Regions from separate parts of the Callithrix jacchus genome. Here region 1 is linked to region 2. Evidence: chromatin contacts called from public Hi-C data. All regions are on one chromosome and are shown on one strand. The core of a region is the stretch at or near the end of the contact, and the rest is flanking DNA. Distances in the headings are between cores, read along the strand shown. Region 1 has its middle 43 kb from the start of DCAKD. Region 2 overlaps ADAM11 (ADAM metallopeptidase domain 11).

The links. Hi-C and Micro-C count contacts between places; a contact is called where the count stands out from the background.
Region 1: a contact with region 2 is called in a Hi-C map of skeletal muscle, with 8 times the contacts expected there. The contact joins two enhancer-like sites. A contact is called at or near these places in 2 of 3 Hi-C or Micro-C datasets (induced pluripotent stem cells and skeletal muscle).

Annotation. Positions count from the first base shown.
Region 1 is chr5:85,427,417-85,430,116 of calJac240_pri, forward strand. No RefSeq gene overlaps it. Among named protein-coding and RNA genes, the nearest start is that of DCAKD, 43 kb to the right of the region's middle. Within about 2 kb of position 1,290, at least 4 of the 16 cell types and tissues checked have an H3K27ac peak or open chromatin away from gene starts, as enhancers often do.
Region 2 is chr5:85,177,253-85,179,952 of calJac240_pri, forward strand. It overlaps ADAM11 (ADAM metallopeptidase domain 11), which reads left to right. Exons shown (of 27, transcript XM_078373310.1): 12 at 364-448; 13 at 548-638; 14 at 758-809; 15 at 1,273-1,372; 16 at 1,455-1,526; 17 at 1,646-1,738; 18 at 2,140-2,220. Among named protein-coding and RNA genes, the nearest start is that of ADAM11, 16 kb to the left of the region's middle. Within about 2 kb of position 1,354, at least 6 of the 16 cell types and tissues checked have an H3K27ac peak or open chromatin away from gene starts, as enhancers often do.

The DNA.
Region 1 (2,700 bases), core at 40-2,539, 250 kb after region 2:
GAGCCTAGAAGTTGAAGGTTACAGTGAGCTCTGATGGCTCTGCTGCACTCCCCTTTGGGCAACAGAGTGAGACCTTATCTCTAAAAATAATAAAAATAATAAGAAAAAAAGAGATTACCACTAGTTCAAATAGCACCTCATAATTACTGGCTGTGGTCCCATTTCATAGGTGGGAAAATCAAGGAGTGAGTTTGCTTCCTATTGGCAGGGAACTGAGGCTCTGGATTCCACGTCAACCTTGCCTTTCCACCTGGACTCAGGATTTGATGGGAAAAGAACTTTCCTCCAGGTGGGGCCGACTCAGCACTGAGAGGCTGCAAGTGGGATAGCAGCGGGGTGGTGCTGGTCGGGGAGGAGCCTCGTTCTTTAAAAAGGGCTCTCAAAGCACGAAGCCTGAGGTTCACAGTCTTCCCCTAACCTCTCCTCCCTCCCAGAGGTCTTGTCACTCTGGCAGAGCAGCCAATTAAAAATGCCAGGCTGAGCATCTGATGCCAGTTCCCTAGGGGGCTCTTGGGCTGGGAGCGGTCTTGAGCCTGGAAAAGGAGACACCTCCCACACAAACTTGTCCCCATCTTCTTCATGCGGGTTGTGAGTTTCCACCCCTCTCCCAGACATCATTTACTCCTCACAAATGCTCTGGGAGGTAGAGGGTGTCAGCCCCATTTTACACATGGGAAAACTGAGATTAAGTACTTTACTAGCAACATGTAGCCAGGAGAAGGCAAAGCCTCCGTTTCAGCCCAACTGTCCTGATTGCCACCCCCCCACCCCGCCCCCGCCCTCTGCCCTAGGGCTGGCCTCCTGGAACTCAGCTTGGCAGGAATCAGGAGCCCTTGGTGACCTTCTTCAGATCCCTCCCTCCTCCTTCCCTGGCCGAAGCCTTGGGATCATGGCTCTCTCACTCTCCACCCCGGTACTGGAAAAGTGGCTTCTCTACTAGTTGTGCCCAGATGCACTTGCGCTGGGGCTAAGGACTCTCCCTGCTGGAGCTCGCCCAGGGTCCTGGGATCTGTCCTGCCCCTACCAGGGACACAGGGGACGCTGGCTGTCTCCTGCTTTCCCTTTGGTATTTTTCAGTGGCTTGGTTGAGTCGCCTCAAACTCACTGTCCCTCACTTCATTCTAGAACCTATTTTACCCGGTACCAGGGTAAGAACTAATATCTGTGGAAAGCCACTACGTGCCAGCCCTGGGCAGGGTGCTGTCCCTCCGTGCTGTTGATCCCACAAGGTGAAGCTTGAGCCCCCATGTTTTGGGGGTACTCCGAGGCTCAGGGAACGTAAGTAACTTCGCCAAGGTCACCGAACGGGTAAGGGGAGTTCCTAGGACCGGGCCTGGTCTGCCTGACCCCAAATCCTTGCTTGCTCACTCCACTCATCGGCTGTCCCCATCAGACAGGCCAGGTGGGAGCGGGGACCAGACTGCGCAGGGCGCGGAGGGAATCAGCAACGAGGACCCTCCTGGGGAACTTTTCCCATTGAAAATCTGTTCCCTTGCGGCCACGGGTGATGCATGGCAGGAGCTGATGAGAAACGTGCAGCGGAATGGAGGAGGGCGGCCCGGGCGGGGGCAGCGCAGCATTGAGATTCCACGGGGCGCGGGGGGCGGCGCAGGCCCTGACACCGGCCGGGTAATTGATCTGGAGGTGCCAATTTGCAGCAACTAAATATTTGGTTTCTGCCTTTGCCCGCTCCGCGCTCTGGTCAAACAAACTTCAATTAAAAGCGAAAAACGAGGGGTGGGGAGGCGGCTCGCCCAGGTCCCTGAGGACCGATCGATGTCGCGGAGCCCGCAGGCTGGCGAGAGCGGTGCGCCGGGCGGGGACGCGGCTGATGGGGGCCGGGCGGGCGCCCTCTTCCGGATCGCCGAGCACTGGGCGCCCGGCCCGCGGGAGGCATCGCCCGAGGGAGGGACAGCGGAGGCGGCGCTAGGAGCCCGGGAGCCTAGCTCAGCTGAGTGGAGGGGCGGTCACCTTGTGTCAAGCGGGGGTCACACACAGGGGCAGTCCCAACACCTCCACGCAGACTGTGAGCCTGTGTACTCAGCTAGACAACCCGGGGAAGGAGGGGTCGCGGGGCGCTGATCCTGCTCTCCCCACGCACCTCTCCAGAGAAACTTGGAAGATGGCCTTGCTGTTGGGTGCAATGACTCAGGTCTTTTCTGAGAGCCGCTGGGTGCTGGGTGCACTGGGCACTGAGGCCCGTCTTCTCTCCCATGTCTGTCCACCTGTCTACTCTTGGTTGGCCAAAGAGCTACCAGTGAATCCATCCCAGAACCCAACCCTGGAGGTTGTGAAACGGAGGGCTTGGAATTAGGAGAAGGGCAGTGAGATCCTGGGGGGTTGGAGAGGGGGCCTGGGAGGTGGCCACAGCCTGGAGCAGAGAAGGAGATCATTGGGTCACAATTACTTTTTTTTTTTTGATACAAAGTGTCCCTCTGTTGCCTAGGCTGGAGTGCAGTGGGGCAATCTCAGCTCACTGCAGCCTCCAACTCCTGGGTTTAAGCGATTCTCCTCCCTCACCTGTAGCTGGGACTACAGGCATGCATCACCATGCCCAGCTAATTTTTGTATTTTTAGTAGAGATGGGGTTTCACTCTGTTGGTCAGGCTGGTCTTGAACTCCCAACCTTGTGATCCGCCTGCATAGGCCTCCAAAATTGCTGAGATTATAGGCATAATGTTTGGGATTCAAGACAAACAG
Region 2 (2,700 bases), core at 104-2,603:
CTATCTCTACTAAAAATACAAAAATTAGCTGGTGTGGTGGTGGGTGCCTGTAGTCAGCTACTTGGGAGGCTGAGGCAGGAGAATTGCTTGAACCCAGGAGGTGGAGGTTGCAGTGAGCGGAGATGATGCCACTGCATTCCAGCCTGGACTACGAGAGTGAAACTGTCTCAAAAAAAAAAATAAAAAGAAATAGGAACCGAAGGAGGGGAAGGGTCTTGCCTGGGGTCACCAAGGCTGGTGTGAAGGGCAAGGGCCACCTCCCGAGGAAGGGCCCTTGTGTCAGGGGATCCCCAAGGCCCCACCACCACCCAGGAAGCCACAGGGGAGGGCAGGAGGCCATCCTGACAGCGCTCTCCCTTCCAGGGGCAGGACCTTCCAGAGCACCAGCAGTGGGGCAGCCTACGTGGGGGGCATCTGCTCCCTGTCCCGGGGTGGGGGTGTGAATGAGGTGAGCAGTGAGGGCCATGGCTGGGGGAGAGGGGCTTCAAGGGCACTATGTGCCTGTGGGAAGATGTAGACATCTGTGCCCCATCTTCCCCACTCCCAGTACGGCAACATGGGGGCGATGGCCGTGACCCTGGCTCAGACGCTGGGGCAGAACCTGGGCATGATGTGGAACAAACACCGGAGCTCAGCAGGTATCCGCCCCGGAGGTCCCCGTGTGGCCCTTGCCCAGCAGCTCTGGGATGCGGAGGGTGTAAGTGGGAGGGTGGTCCTTGGCCTCCTTCATCTCATCTCCGCCTGGCTCACCCCTCAGGGGACTGCAAGTGTCCCGACATCTGGCTGGGCTGCATCATGGAGGACACTGGGTGAGTTCTCGGGGACAAACCGGGGGAAGGTCTTGGGTGAGGGTCGTCCTAGAGCGAGCACTCCTTGGCAGTCTGGACCAGGGGGCTCAAGAGGCCCAGCTCACAGAACCTCTCAGTATCCAAGAAACCCAGTTTTCCCCGCAAACACTGTCCGGGGAGACCCAGATTCCCCTGCTGGGACACCAAAACCGGCCAGGCTGCAGTGCGCACCGCGGCCACTGGGTGCCGCCCCAGCCTCGCGTGGAGGCACCTTCCCTCCAGAGCTGCTGGGAGTCCCCAGGTTCCGCGGAGGGAACGGGAACGACTGCGACAAGAGGGAGGATTCTGGTGCAATCGCGGGCAGATCCTCCGCCTCCTCGCGATGGTGACCGAGTTCCCCAGAGCGCCTCCTCTCCAGTCTTGAGAGGGTGAGAGGGTGGGTTGGAGGGGAGCAGCCAGCGGCACCTCCCCTCACCCTGCCCAGGTTCTATCTGCCCCGCAAGTTCTCGCGCTGCAGCATCGACGAGTATAACCAGTTTCTGCAGGAGGGTGGTGGGAGCTGCCTCTTCAATAAGCCCCTCAAGGTACCAGCCCCGCAGCGGGGAGCCTGGGAGTGGGGCCTGGGCGGGGTCTGGGCCAGACTCCCGACCTGTCCTCCCGGTCCAGCTCCTGGACCCCCCAGAGTGCGGGAACGGCTTCGTGGAGGCAGGGGAGGAGTGCGACTGCGGCTCCGTGCAGGTAAGCGGTAGTGCGGACGCCAGGTGGGGGGCCGGGATGCGGGGGTGGGCACAAGGGAGCGTCCGAGTGGGGAGGATTAGGGCTCGCCCGCCTCCCTCCCCTTCTCCCGCGTCCCTCAGGAGTGCAGCCGCGCGGGTGGCAACTGCTGCAAGAAATGTACCCTGACTCATGATGCCATGTGCAGCGACGGGCTCTGCTGTCGCCGCTGCAAGGTAAGGAGGACCCGCCGGGAGTGGGGCCAGGACGCAGGAGGAGCGATTGGAGGCCTTCAGATAAGGGGCGGGCAGAGGGAGGCGGGGCCTTCAGGGGCGTATTCCCTCTTGGGCGGGGCTTGATGCGAAAACAGCGCCAATGAGCAGCAAGGGGCGGGGCTGAAGGATGTTGAAGGCGGGGCTACGAGGAGCGGGAAGGGAAGGCTGCCCTGAAGCAGGGAGGGGCGGGAATGTGGGCGGGCTTGGGGGCGGTGCGAGGTGGGAAGCGGCGGAGAGGTGGTGGGAGCAGGGAAATAAGAACAGACCTGAACGGGGGCCCGTGAAGCTAGAGGGCCCGAGGATGTGGGGCCCGGGCCGAGGCATCCATCCTGCCTGACCTGGGGACCGCGTCTCTTCCCTAGTACGAGCCACGGGGTGTGTCCTGCAGAGAGGCCGTGAACGAGTGCGACATCGCGGAGACCTGCACTGGGGACTCGAGCCAGGTCCACCCAGCCCCGCCGTCCTGTGGAGCCCTGGGCGAGGGAACCCCTACCCTTGTGGATTTGGTTTTCCCGGTGTGCGCTCTCCACTCCCCTCCTCTCCACAGCTGGCGTCGACCCCCACGGATCAGACTCAGTTTTCTTATCTGAGGAAGGGGTTCTTCATGCCTCCTGGCTTTGTTCCTTCCGTCATTAAACCAAAATTTATCGTCTGGCTGGTATTCCCAGCGCCTGGCCGGGTGCCTGGTGTAGGTTAGAGATCAGAGTGGATGATGATATTAGTTAACATCTATTAAAACCTAATTACATGTCAGGCATTTCATTCTCCCAGCCCTACGAGGGAGGGAGGCTGGAGCGGCTCTGGGGCTTGCAAATCCTTGTGGTCTGGGTCCAGAGCCAGACAGACCCCTTGTCCTGGGCGTGGAAGAGCCCTGTAGCCTGAGCCTCCACATGGGGGGGCACTTGGCACCAAGCATTCCTCCC